Regions from separate parts of the Cyprinus carpio genome. Here region 2 is linked to region 1. A link is a contact called in public Hi-C data. All regions are on one chromosome and are shown on one strand. The core of a region is the stretch at or near the end of the contact, and the rest is flanking DNA. Distances in the headings are between cores, read along the strand shown.

What was found. Hi-C and Micro-C count contacts between places; a contact is called where the count stands out from the background.
Region 2: a contact with region 1 is called in a Hi-C map of skeletal muscle, with 3 times the contacts expected there. The contact joins two enhancer-like sites. A contact is called at or near these places in 5 of 8 Hi-C or Micro-C datasets (liver, red blood cells and skeletal muscle).

The regions. Positions count from the first base shown.
Region 1 is chrA13:11,143,257-11,149,095 of ASM1834038v1, reverse strand. It overlaps LOC109087019 (adenylosuccinate synthetase isozyme 2), which reads right to left. Exons shown (of 13, transcript XM_042768778.1): 10 at 5,579-5,703; 11 at 5,390-5,487; 12 at 5,164-5,313; 13 at 2,864-4,783. The coding sequence ends at 4,731. Among protein-coding and RNA genes, the nearest start is that of LOC109087019, 16 kb to the right of the region's middle. Within about 2 kb of position 1,310, at least 2 of the 8 cell types and tissues checked have an H3K27ac peak or open chromatin away from gene starts, as enhancers often do.
Region 2 is chrA13:11,228,033-11,234,468 of ASM1834038v1, reverse strand. The region is part of intron 2 of LOC109100905 (RAC-gamma serine/threonine-protein kinase-like); the gene reads right to left. Among protein-coding and RNA genes, the nearest start is that of LOC109100905, 51 kb to the right of the region's middle. Within about 2 kb of position 4,303, at least 1 of the 8 cell types and tissues checked has an H3K27ac peak or open chromatin away from gene starts, as enhancers often do.

The DNA of each region.
Region 1 (5,839 bases), core at 61-2,560:
ATTACAAAATGGCTCAAAAAAATGAAGTGAAACATTTGTTTTCAGATGCCACCTGGTGTAAAATTTTGTTTAAAAATGTAATAATATTCATCAGACATTTTTAAGTGTCACTTATGTATCCAGAAGTGTCTAGACACATTTTGGAGCTACTGTATAACAATTGCCGAACATCTGAATGTAATTTAAAGACTTCACACTCCTCCAGACTTCCAGTTCTGCTGGCAGGTTTATATGTTTGGACAGGCCGTGCCTCTTTGTCGGCCAGTCCGTGTTGTTCTCGTCCTATTACACCAAGCCGTGCAGCACTACAAGCCTTGCCCAAACAGGGCAATCCCTTCTGGGCAAATATTTAAAGTCAAAACAGCTCTGGCTCCATAAAGCTAGTCGGGTGGTGTGGCTACATCTGTCAGTTGGGGAGGTGTGTACGAGAGTGCGTGCGTGTGTGCGGATGAGCGCAGCAGCTGCTGAAACGAGTCTGGACGCTGCTGACGCCAACACCTGTCCGCTCTGGAGACATGGGGAAGCAAATGTCCAGGCAGAGCTGGCCACAGACTCCCACTGCTGTCCAACCACAGGGTGGACAATGAACTCAAAGAGGGCCACGCTTCAAAGTACTGCCTTTTCCAGCAACGATCACCACTGAGCATGTGTGCCTTGCCTGCCAACAAATATTGAGTTACAGTCATTTTGACTATCTATCTATCATCTATCTATCTGCCTATCTATCTACAGTTATTTAAAAAGGTTATAATTTTATAAAAACACTTACATTAATTCTTCTGTTAAAACTTGTGTATTTTTTAAGGTTTTTTTGTTTTTGTTTTAGGGTTTAATGCAGTAAATTGTCAAGAAAATGGATTTAAAATGTTTATAAAATGTGTATAGCCCTATAACTTTACTTATATAAGGTGAGCTTTTTACATCATGTGGCACTTCTTAATCTACCCCAAAAAGGAGTAACAAACTGAAATACATTTTTTGTAGTAATCACCATTACGCCACAAGTGCTGTCAATTAAACTTCACTTGAATTGAACTGCACTGCACTCATAATTTTAATAGAAAATTACTTCCTGGCTAAAACGATGTCGACGAACACTTTGGACACCCCTCTCGGCTAATGTTTTTCTGAGCCATGTGTTGCATCTATAACCTCCCTCCAAAACCCAACCCCCAGCCCTTATGCTCCACATACAAACACACACTCCACAAGTTTCCCCCCAAAAAGCAACAGCCAGTACTCTAAACTCATAAACACCCCCTGCACACACGGCCACCCCCCATCTGGCAGCCCCTGGCCCCGCCCCCGTTGGAGCTGGGGGCTGGGGTGGAGCTGAGGTCAGGGATCAGGCAGACGTTGGCCCTTTGCTCAACAGCTGCCCGTGTTCACAAGCCAGGAGGAGGAAGTGGCAGCCGCCACTGCAGCAGCAGCACATCTGCTCTAATGAGTGTGTCAAAGCCACTAATGCACAGACACACACAGACACACACACACTGATCAGGCCCTCCCCGACCTTCTCTTCACACACTCAGCACACCATCAGGCCAGAATGGAGCCCTTTGTGTGGCAGTGTGTTTGTGTGCGGTGTTTCGTGAAAGGTTCAGAGCTGTGTTGTGTAATGAGTCAGCTGTGACAAGAGGAAGGACTGCAAAGACACATAATCATCACACACACACACACACACACACACACACACACACACACACACACACTTTGAGGTGAAACGTGGAATGAAATAACCATTTAGAATATTTTTAACACACTGTGACCTTTCTTTTAAAAAATAAAAGATATTAATTTCTCTATTAACAAATGTGGCTTAATGTCTTAATGATTTCTCCCATATTTTGGGGACTTTTTGTACAGGTCCTTATCACAAAGTTATCAGGCCCTGGATTTTCTTGACATATATTCTGATTTTCGTTTAATTCAATATTTAAAAAATTATGTGTTCTCTGTTTTAGATAATTGATTTCTGCACTTAAATCCTGGTTATCAAACCTTAACACTATTTATTTATCAGTAAAATGTATATCTGAGTTAAAATCAATCCTTCTCAATAGCCTACCTGCCAAGGTTTTGACGCCCCTGCCATGTTGATCTTATTTTTTTTTCCATTCCTATCTTTAAATTTTTACCCATCCTTCCATATTTCAGCTCTCGCCATTAATCTCTCTAACTTTTTGTGAATCTCCAATCTGAAAAGCTATTTTCTTTTTATGCAGAAGATCTTTTCTTCTTTTTTTAAACCCAAGGCTTATCATTGGAGTGCTTTCTACAAGAAAATTTAACAATGCACATATTAACTTAATAGTGTAAGCTACTGTATTCGCAATAGGTTAGTGACAAATATTAACAATAACAATAAAAATGTGATCAAATTAAACGATAAAACACTAAATCTAAATAATGTCAATTATTAAATCAAAACTTAACACCAAAGATATTGTCAGCGTCAATAATAAGATCTAAATCATAATCAGGTTAAGCTGATATGGTTTATAGAAAGGAGTGCAGTGAATCTGTAATGAGAGTCTCCTACGAGAGATCTCTTCATTCTCACCTCCTACTACATCGCACATATGTATACATTTATATCCAAGCACCTTCACCTGCCAAACAAACACACACAGCCATACAAGAAACAGAATGTTATTATCATCTGAGATTAATTGTGTACTAATTGTCAAACGTAATTACGGAGCTCTTAAAAGCTGGAAATGTCACTGTTCAACGTCTATTTCAAAGTAAATGTCTCCCCCTGGTGGCGAGTTGTTGAACCTCATATCTCTAAGACGAGCAATCGTTACCAATTACAAACAATGCCACAAAATACTGCTAAAAATGACCAGGCACAAAAATGAAAGTTTCTCATGATATTACTTTATTAATCGGATTATCGTGGCAGTTGTCTGCCATTCATCCAAGATAAACAGAGTGAGTTTTGGTGCAAATTCCACTAGATGATCATGCACACCCATCAGTACAGTATCTATCACCAGCAAGGTGTACAGTAAGTGTAAATTCAAGAGAATATGGCTTTGTGTTCTGTAATACATGAAAAACCAATAAGCAGCAATACAACACAGAAACAGTAAAGGATTTCTAAAACAGAAAAAGTTGTTTGTGCAAACAAAATGTTCAACTGTCCTATTCTTGAACATTAATAATAGAGCTATATTTAATTTGTTCAGAGGAAATGTTGTGTTAATACAAGATAACTGATGTGTAATAGATGCTACTAAGCAAACAAACAGGTAACATCATTTATTCAGCAGCTGTGAGCAACAGAAAATACAACGCATCACACCGTCATCAATCTGAAAAACTAAGAGTTATCATTCTGGGTCATTTACGAAGGCTCTTTATATCACAGCATTCACTTATCCATTAAGATACTTCTTTGGATGCATGTGTACTTTTGGCAAACGGCAATGACAATAATGCCCTCAGAAACTAAAAGAGGTTTAGCAATTCCATAAAAGTGCAATCAGACGAAAAATTTGTTTTCAAGTTTCATTGTTCATCTGTATTAACAAGGCACACTTTATCCTATATTACTTATTGGAAGGCGCAGTACTGAGGGTGAGACAAAACAGAAGCAAATCTGGGTTTCTGAAACAACCCAGTCATATTTAAATAGACCAGCTCTGTTTAGATCATCTCTTAACATTGAAAGGTTCTGTAAATGTACTACTTGAGGTCAGAAAAGCAGACGGCCTCCTGCAGTCGCTGACAAGCACAGAAGTAGTTCAAACTGAATTCACAAAATTGTCTCAAGGATCTATATTTTTACAATTTATATTGAAAGGCAAGTTTACTGATATCTCATTATTGTGGCTTTAATATGCTTGTGGCATTAAGTTGTACAGTTGAATAATAAACAAACATCTGAGGACTGTGCAAACATTTACATACATTCAATGGAATCAAAACCCTGCCTGTATAACAGCACATGCTTCTTGAGGCACATTATACTTATAATGTTTATTATATACTATTTTTTGGAGCAAATTAAATAGATTTAAATCTAAAGATGCTTTCACAAAATATTCTACTCCTATTTTTGGAGAAGCAGAAAACACCCACTGTAATCTTATTACATTTTCAGGGTGCATTGTACATATTTCTTATTCAGAATAAACATTTAAATTTTCTTTTAAAAACCGTACGTTTAAATGAAGTTGACTTGAGTAAGTCAATCATACAGTCCATTTAAAACAAGGACAAAGTGTGGCAGTACACATTGCATAACCGTTGATTCTTGTATGATAAAAGAAACAAAGAACATTTAACATAACATGTACAGTATAAGTAATCGTTTTACCCAATCTGTGTGAAATATTGACATCTAACAACAATATACATCACTACTGATGCCTGACTGTTTGAAGTAGTAGCACATGTACAGCATGTGGACTCAAGCTGGAGATACTGAGCTTATGAGAGCTCAAAATACCAGAGAAGAATTATGTAAAGCAGATGAGAAACCGTTAAATGATTCCAAAAAGTAACTAGTTGAAAAACCCTTTTTGATTAACCACAGGAATGCCATTATATATGACAAATACTCCATTTCAAAGGGCTGTACGATGATCTGAGTGAAACCAAATGACGTTCTTGCCATGGAGAAACTGAAGTGAGGTGGGAGAGGAAACACATGAGGCAACTATCCGTCCCCGAGTCCAGAGCGTAATCCAGCCAGTGCTACATGCAGGCCAAGCAGCCTCTTAAAAGAGCTGGATCATTGATTCCCGTGACTTCCCAACACCTATCCACTTCACTGAAGCAAAGATGGAAGAAGTCATTAGGATCACTGTAGTAAAACAACCCCACTGCATTTTAAACAATCAGACTTACATGAACAGCTGAGTTAAAGTGACAGTCTACTCTCACCTTCATGTCATTTCAAACCTGTATGACCTTCTTTCTTCTACTGAGTTTTTTGGTTACCATTAACTTCCCATATTATTTTTTGTTGCATATTTTTGTCCATTTGGATGTTAATGCTAATCAAATCTTTTTGGTTGCAGACATTCTTCAATTTATCTTCTTTTACATTCCACAGCAGAAAGAAAACCATATAAGTTTGGAACGATATGAATGTGAGTAAATGACAGAATTTCGATTTTTTTTGGAAGCGCTATCCCTTTAAAGTCTTACCAGGCACACCCAAGTGATCTTCGATGTAGCAGACATATTTCTGTGCATTTTCTGGAAGCTCATCAAAGGTCCTGGCAGCAGATGTGTCTGTTTTCCAGCCTGGCAGAGTCTCGTACTGCACTTCAACCTTCTGTAGCACCTCTTGGTTTGCTGGGGAACATGCATGATATTTAACTCCACTAGCTTTTATTAAATCTACATGTGATATGGGAAATGTGATGCTTACCTGGAAAATGTGGGATGATTTCACCATCTACTTTGTAAGCCACACCAACTTTGATCTCAGGAAGCACATCCAAGATGTCAAGTTTGGTGAGAGCTATGCTAAACAGACATATAGAAGGACGCATATAAGAAAACAGTACTTTATAGAACACCGATACAGAAGCCAAAGGAGACTTATTTGAACACTCACGCTGTGAAGCCATTAATCATGTGGGCGTATTTGATAAGCACCAGATCCAGCCAACCACATCTCCTTTTGCGACCTGTGGTCACGCCCACCTCCTTGCCTCTCGACTGCAGGAGCTCTCCAATTTCCTATGCATAAGTACAGTATGAACAAAGTGCTACATTTATTGACTTTGTGTATTTATGTGTACAGGTATCTGAATATTACATTAAATGAGTTAAACAGTCAAGCTTTTTTATAACTGTAATAATTTTAGGGATGACT
Region 2 (6,436 bases), core at 3,054-5,553, 82 kb before region 1:
CCTAAAAACACTAGATTTTATCAATGTTAAATTAACACTCGGCCTTTCATAAGCTGAGTAAACAAACTTTTCTGTTTGTTTGAGCATGTCAACTTGTGGCTCAAGTGGCAGACGGAGGGCAGGCCAGGAGGGCCGATATGTTTGTTTGGAAAACACTTTTGGGGAAAAAATGTATTCTTGCAATTTCATTTGCTTCTCAAATGACACCATTTCACCTTTTTAGTTACCATGCATTATACAAAATAGAGACTGGGGATGAAACACCATGTACCTCAGCCAAATTTCCTCAAGGCCGTTTTGTCTGTTTAAGTGAGTACAGATGCCTGCTACAGATTCATGCTTGATGGAGGCATCAGACAATGGGCGGCAACAGAGAAGAAATGTCATGTTTGGGGGGGGGGGGGGTTGGGGTTGGGGGAGGACGAGGGTGCCCAGGGAAACCAAGCTCCCATGACGCCTGCACAGATTTCAATCCGCCAGCTGCACACAGCTTGCCCTCCTGGTGCTCCTCCAGCCCCCCAGCTGGTGCAGAGAGCTACCGCGCTGGGCCCGTACAGAGAGGCCATGCCGCCAACACACATGGAAATCACACACACACACTCAAATGTGTAGCAGGATAGTTCGAACATCAGCAATCTATGTGTGACAGCACTGCAAACACAAGGTGCTGCGTCAAAGATTTAACTCCCCATCTATAAACACATAGACTGTGCACAGACAGTGTTTCCATTCACAGGAAACTGAATCTGCTTTACTGAAATATGATTGCTTGCTGTTATTTACAACATTGTAAAACAGAATAAAACAATATGATTCTACATATATTAGATTACTATGTATATTTGATTAGATTACTGGGTATATATGAAAAAATAAACTGCTAATAAAAGAAAATAAAAATGTAAAATAATAATAAATTAAATCAGCTTCTGAAAAATAAACCGGTATTTAGCATTCATTAGAAGGAAACAAACCAAAGTTCATATCTGGACATACGCTGAAATCATGTAAACTCAACACTGTTAGCACCTTCAGCCACTAGATGGCACTGAACTACAGATACAGATAGTCTGATGGTTGAGCACAAGTATGAGAGAAACTAAGTGTTACTCCCAGTGTGTGAGTGAGTGAGTGAGTGACTGAGAGAGAGAGAGAGAGAGAGAGAGAGAGAGAGATGGGGTGGGGTGGGGGTAAAGTGAATGACAGCAAAATAAATGTTAAAGTAGTCATCCTGCTAACAAACACATACAGAGACAATTCATACTGCATTCTCAGTACTGCCACAAGGGCTGCTGTATCTTCTGATCTGTTTTCCCTCTCATGGGTAAGAAAAAAAATTAAAAGATACAAAACTAAAAACAAAAACAAAATAAAAATATACACACATTCACAAAATTGTTGGTACCCTTGGTAAATATGATCAAAGAAGGATGTTAAAATAAACCTGCATTATTAATCCTTTTGATCCTTTATTTTTTTTATTACAAAAGTCTAACCTTTCATTGAAGTAAAACAATGGGAAAAAATCTCATTATGAAATAAATGTTTTTCTCAAATACACATTGGACACAATTATTGGTACCTCTAGAAATTCTTATGAGAAAAATATCTGTGAAGTATATTCCCATTCATATTTACAATTTTGAGCACACCAGGGTGATTATGAACATGAAATTATCCAGCCATGGCTTCCTTTTTCACAGAAATATAAATATGAGGGAAAACAAAGCCCAAATCCCCTTAATCATCCATCACAATGAGAAAAACCAAAGAATATATTTCTGATGTGCAGCACAAGATAATTGAGCTTCACAAATTAGAAAGTGACTTTAGGAAAAGAGCTAAGGCAGTGAAAATCCCCATTTCCAGCATCAGGGCAATAATTAAGAATTTCCAATCAACAGAAAATGTTACAAATCTGCCTGGAAGAGGACGTGTCTATATTACCCTAATGCACAGTGAAGAGGAGAGTTTGAGTGCCTAAAGACTCTCCAAGGATAACAGCTGAAGAATTGCAGAAAATAGTTAAGTCTCATGGTCAGAAAACCTTTAAAAAAAAAAAAAAACACCACATGTTGTTTGGGAGGGTTTCAAGAAAAAAGAAAAAAAAAATCAAGCAAAGAAAATGCTCTCATCCAAAAACAATCGCCAGCATATTCAGTTGTCAGACACGACTGGAACCTCAAACAGAACTGGCTTCTATGGTAAGATGTCACAAAAAAATTTGCTTTTATTAAATTAGCAAACACTCAAGATGGGTTTGGTGCAGACAGGGATAAAAAGTACTCCTTGTGTACAATGAAATATAATCAGAATCAGAATTAGCTTTATTCGCTAGGTGTGTGCAAACACACAAGGAATTTGTTGTGTGTGTTTTTTTAAGGTGCTCCTGGTACATACAGTACATACATACACATCTGGCATGAGAACAGAAAAAAAAAACATTTAAATAGTAAGACTTAACAATAAATAATGTTTATGAATCTGGAACAGTATGTACAGATTTGTGCATTTTACTCTATATAGAACTGTATAAATAAAGAGATGCATATGTACGTATTTACTGCTATATACTGCTATATTTTTCATGTGTGAGCCTATATTTCTGCTGGAGGTCCTGGACATCTTGTTTAGACACATGCCATCTTTGATTCTATCAAATACCAACAGAAAAAAATCAAAAAGTGACTGACTCTGTTAAAAATCTTATAATGGGCCATGTTTGGATCATCCAACCGTACAATAATCCAAAAACAAACCTTAAAAACAACTTAGACAAGGAGTGTGGTGAACTGAAGAGAAGAAGCACCAGCATGGAGCTGTAAATCTGAAGGGTCTGGAGTGTTTCTGGATGAAGGAATGGTCTGATCTCTTATCAGGTGTTCTCTAACCTCATCAGCCATTATAGGAGAAAACTCAGAGCTGTTATTTTGGCAAATGGAGGTTTCAAAAACAATTTAATAAAAGGATACCATTATTGGAGATGCAAGGTTAGATATCACAATGCAGATTTATTTTCACAGCCTTCTTTGATCATATTTACCACAGGTACCAACAATTCTGACCATGTGTGTATATATATATATATATATATATATAATATATATATATATATATATATATATATATTATATATAATATATATATATATATAATCCTACACTTTTATATGTTCACTTAGGAAAGAATACCATGGTACTGCTCGTGTTTTAACATTACAGTAAGATTAGAAATTAACACTTTATCAAACAAGGCACATGAAATTGATCAAAAGTGACAAAGACATTTATAGTGTTACAAAAGATTTCAGATAAATGCTGTTCTTTTAAATGCTCTCTTCATCAAAGAATCCTGAAAAAAGATGTGTAAAGATGTGTTTCCACAAAAATACAAAGCACAATTGTTTTCAAAATTGATTATATAAGAAATGCTCCTGTATTATAGAATGTTTCCTAAGCAGCAAATCAGCATATCAGAATGGTTTCTGAAGGATCATGTGACACTGAAGACTGAAGTAATGATGCTGAAAATTCAGCTTTGCCATCACACCTTTTACTGTATTTTTGATCAAATAAATGCTGTCTTGGCGAGTTTAAAATACTTCTTTCAAAAACATTTTACAAATCTTAATTATGATAATGGTATTGTGTCAGGGTCACTACTGAGATGTATCACATGCACCTGCCATTTACCTCTGATTGTGTTTCCTACATAAAACATGGCTAATTAATGAGATTATTGGAAGAACTGGCAGCAACTTTGATTGGTTAATCAAATATCAGCAATTGAGCCTAATCAGGCCATCCGTTTTGCAATCTAATTTGCCTGTTGTTCACATTAAATGAGCTGCAGCATTTGCTGCGTAAAGTGCAGTCCTGCAGTCATGCTCAGCGGCTGCAGTCTTGTTAGAAGCACACCAAAGGTCAACTGAATTTAAAATAAAGAGAGAAAGGCATACCTTCGTATGTCATAAAATCAAATGCACATATAAAAAGTTCATCACAGCACATTAAGAGTTTTAATTAAATTTAATGCGCATTTTATGCCAATTAGACACAGTATAATGTGTGAGTGAAGGCAAGCGTAGCAGGTCACACCAAACAGAGGTTTGCTGTGAAAAGCCTGACCCATGAATCATTTAGAATAAGAGACGAGCGCAACAAAAAAGAACTTCCCAACTGTTGCCGTAGCAGCCAGAGGTCAGGGAACAATCTTTAGTGAAAGGCGTCTCACCCAGGAGCAGGCTGGATTATTTTACACTGTGCCATTGTGAGGGGCCGCACTGACAATACATCTGTCTCTCTGTGTGTGTGTGTGTGTGTGTGTGTGTGCGCGCTATGGATTACAGGACTCTCCAGTGAGAGTAACGCTGCTCTCTGTCAACCCTTTGAAGCTGAGACAAGATCAAAGGCATGAGGAGCTTTCTTGTCTATTTTACTGGTCCCATTTTAATGGTCAATTCCATTCATAAAACGGCCAAAACTGAATATCAACAAGTTTCCTAAAAACTTATCATCTGGGACTGTCATCATAGGCATAATTAATTAATGGAGTCAGGACGGTCTCGCAGGGTGACTTACACATGTTACTGTAGCCTCTGGAGCATGCATAATACATACAGGCTCCAAACATCTAAAACTCAGGGAGCATTTGAAATGTAGTTCGTATTCAAAACACACAGTCAACATTGCAAGCATCATAAATCAAAACTGGCAGCTAGTTTTGTCCTTTGGACTGAACTACAACAAGGATGATAATGAAATCTGGGTTAAATACAAGTTAATCTCTCTATTGACTGTGGCATGCTGTTAGTTACTACAGAAAATAATAGCTTCTCAGTAAAGAAATCAACAAAAATGTGTTGACAGTTATGCACTTATAAAAGAAGTCTAAGGGGCACCATATAATGATTGGCCTGTAGAAAAGGACAGGACAGGACAGGACAGGACAGGACAGGACAGGACAGGACAGGACAGGACAGGACAGGACAGGACAGGACAGGACAGGACAGGACAGGAAAGGAAAGGAGAAAGGAAGGACAGGACAGGAAAGGAAAGGAAAGGAAAGGAAAGGAAAGGAAAGGAAAGGAAAGGAAAGGAAAGGAAAGGGAAGGGAAGGGAAAGGAAAAGGAAAGAAAAGGAAAGGAAAGGAAAGGAAAGGAAAGGAAAGGAAAGGAAAGGAAAGGAAAGGAAAGGGGCTTTCAGGTTTGCTTTATAATAAAATAACCTAAAATATATTCAATTCCAATTTCATGAGAGATTTAAAGATTGTGTATGCTGAGAGGAAGTGATCTTCAGTGTCACATTAGTCTATACACATTTTGAAAGAAGTCTCTTAATTTCATCAAGGCTGAATTTATTTGCTCCAAAAAAAGTTTTTAAATATGTAATATTATTACAAATAATATTTATAATTTATTTAAAATACCGGTTTACATTTTTAATATTTTAAAATGCGATTTATTCATATACTTAAAACAAAAAAACATTTCAGAGACATTGCTATTCTATTCTATTCTATTCTGTATTTTACTATACAATACTATTCTAATGCTAATTCAGTGCTTAAGAAAAATTTCTTATTATCATCAATCACAATTGCAAATGTGACATTGATTTTATACAACACTTCCATAAATAAATATTTTAGACACAATATGGTCTGTTTTTTGCTCAGTTTTGCCAAATGCAAATATTACCTATATTAAATCCACAGCAGAACTGTTCTGTGTCTCCACGCAACACACAATTGTTAAATGAATACGAGTTTTAAATGATTCTGTGAACCAATGATTCAATAGACCATTCATAAAGAGATCCATTTACTTCCTGAATGAATCAGCCGTTTGAACAAATGAATCGAATAAATGAATGAATGACTCAATTATTCATTCATTAAGACAGTTTTACTTTCTTAGTTTAGAGTATCATTTAATTAAAATATAATTTGATTACATTATAATAAAAAATCTGAAAATAAAAAATCCATATTAATTAAAAAGTAATTAAAGGCATATTCACCCAAAGAAAAGAGAAAAGAAAATGTCTTTCTTTGTTGTTCAAAGGAAGAGCTTTATTTATAAGAGATTTATTTGAACATATTTTCTAATTTTATAAATGAATTTACTTTACTGATCAAATAAAATATAATAAAAGTATTAATTTCTTACAAGAAAATTATCCCCAGTAGTGTATATTTAAGTAAAATGGAGGGAACTTCATTAAAAGGGTCTTAGTCAGAGGGGAACAAAGGGCCCTAAGACAGGGGCCACACACAAGAAGACAGGAACAACAGCGCAGGTCTTAGAGGCTGCAGCGAGTCGCACCATCAGGCCAGTGGTGAACAGGTGCAAAGGCCTCTGAGGGTGCACTCCCCGGCCCCGGCCTCTGAATGGCCATTACAGCCGAGTGGCAGGGGTTTCTGCTATTATTTATTC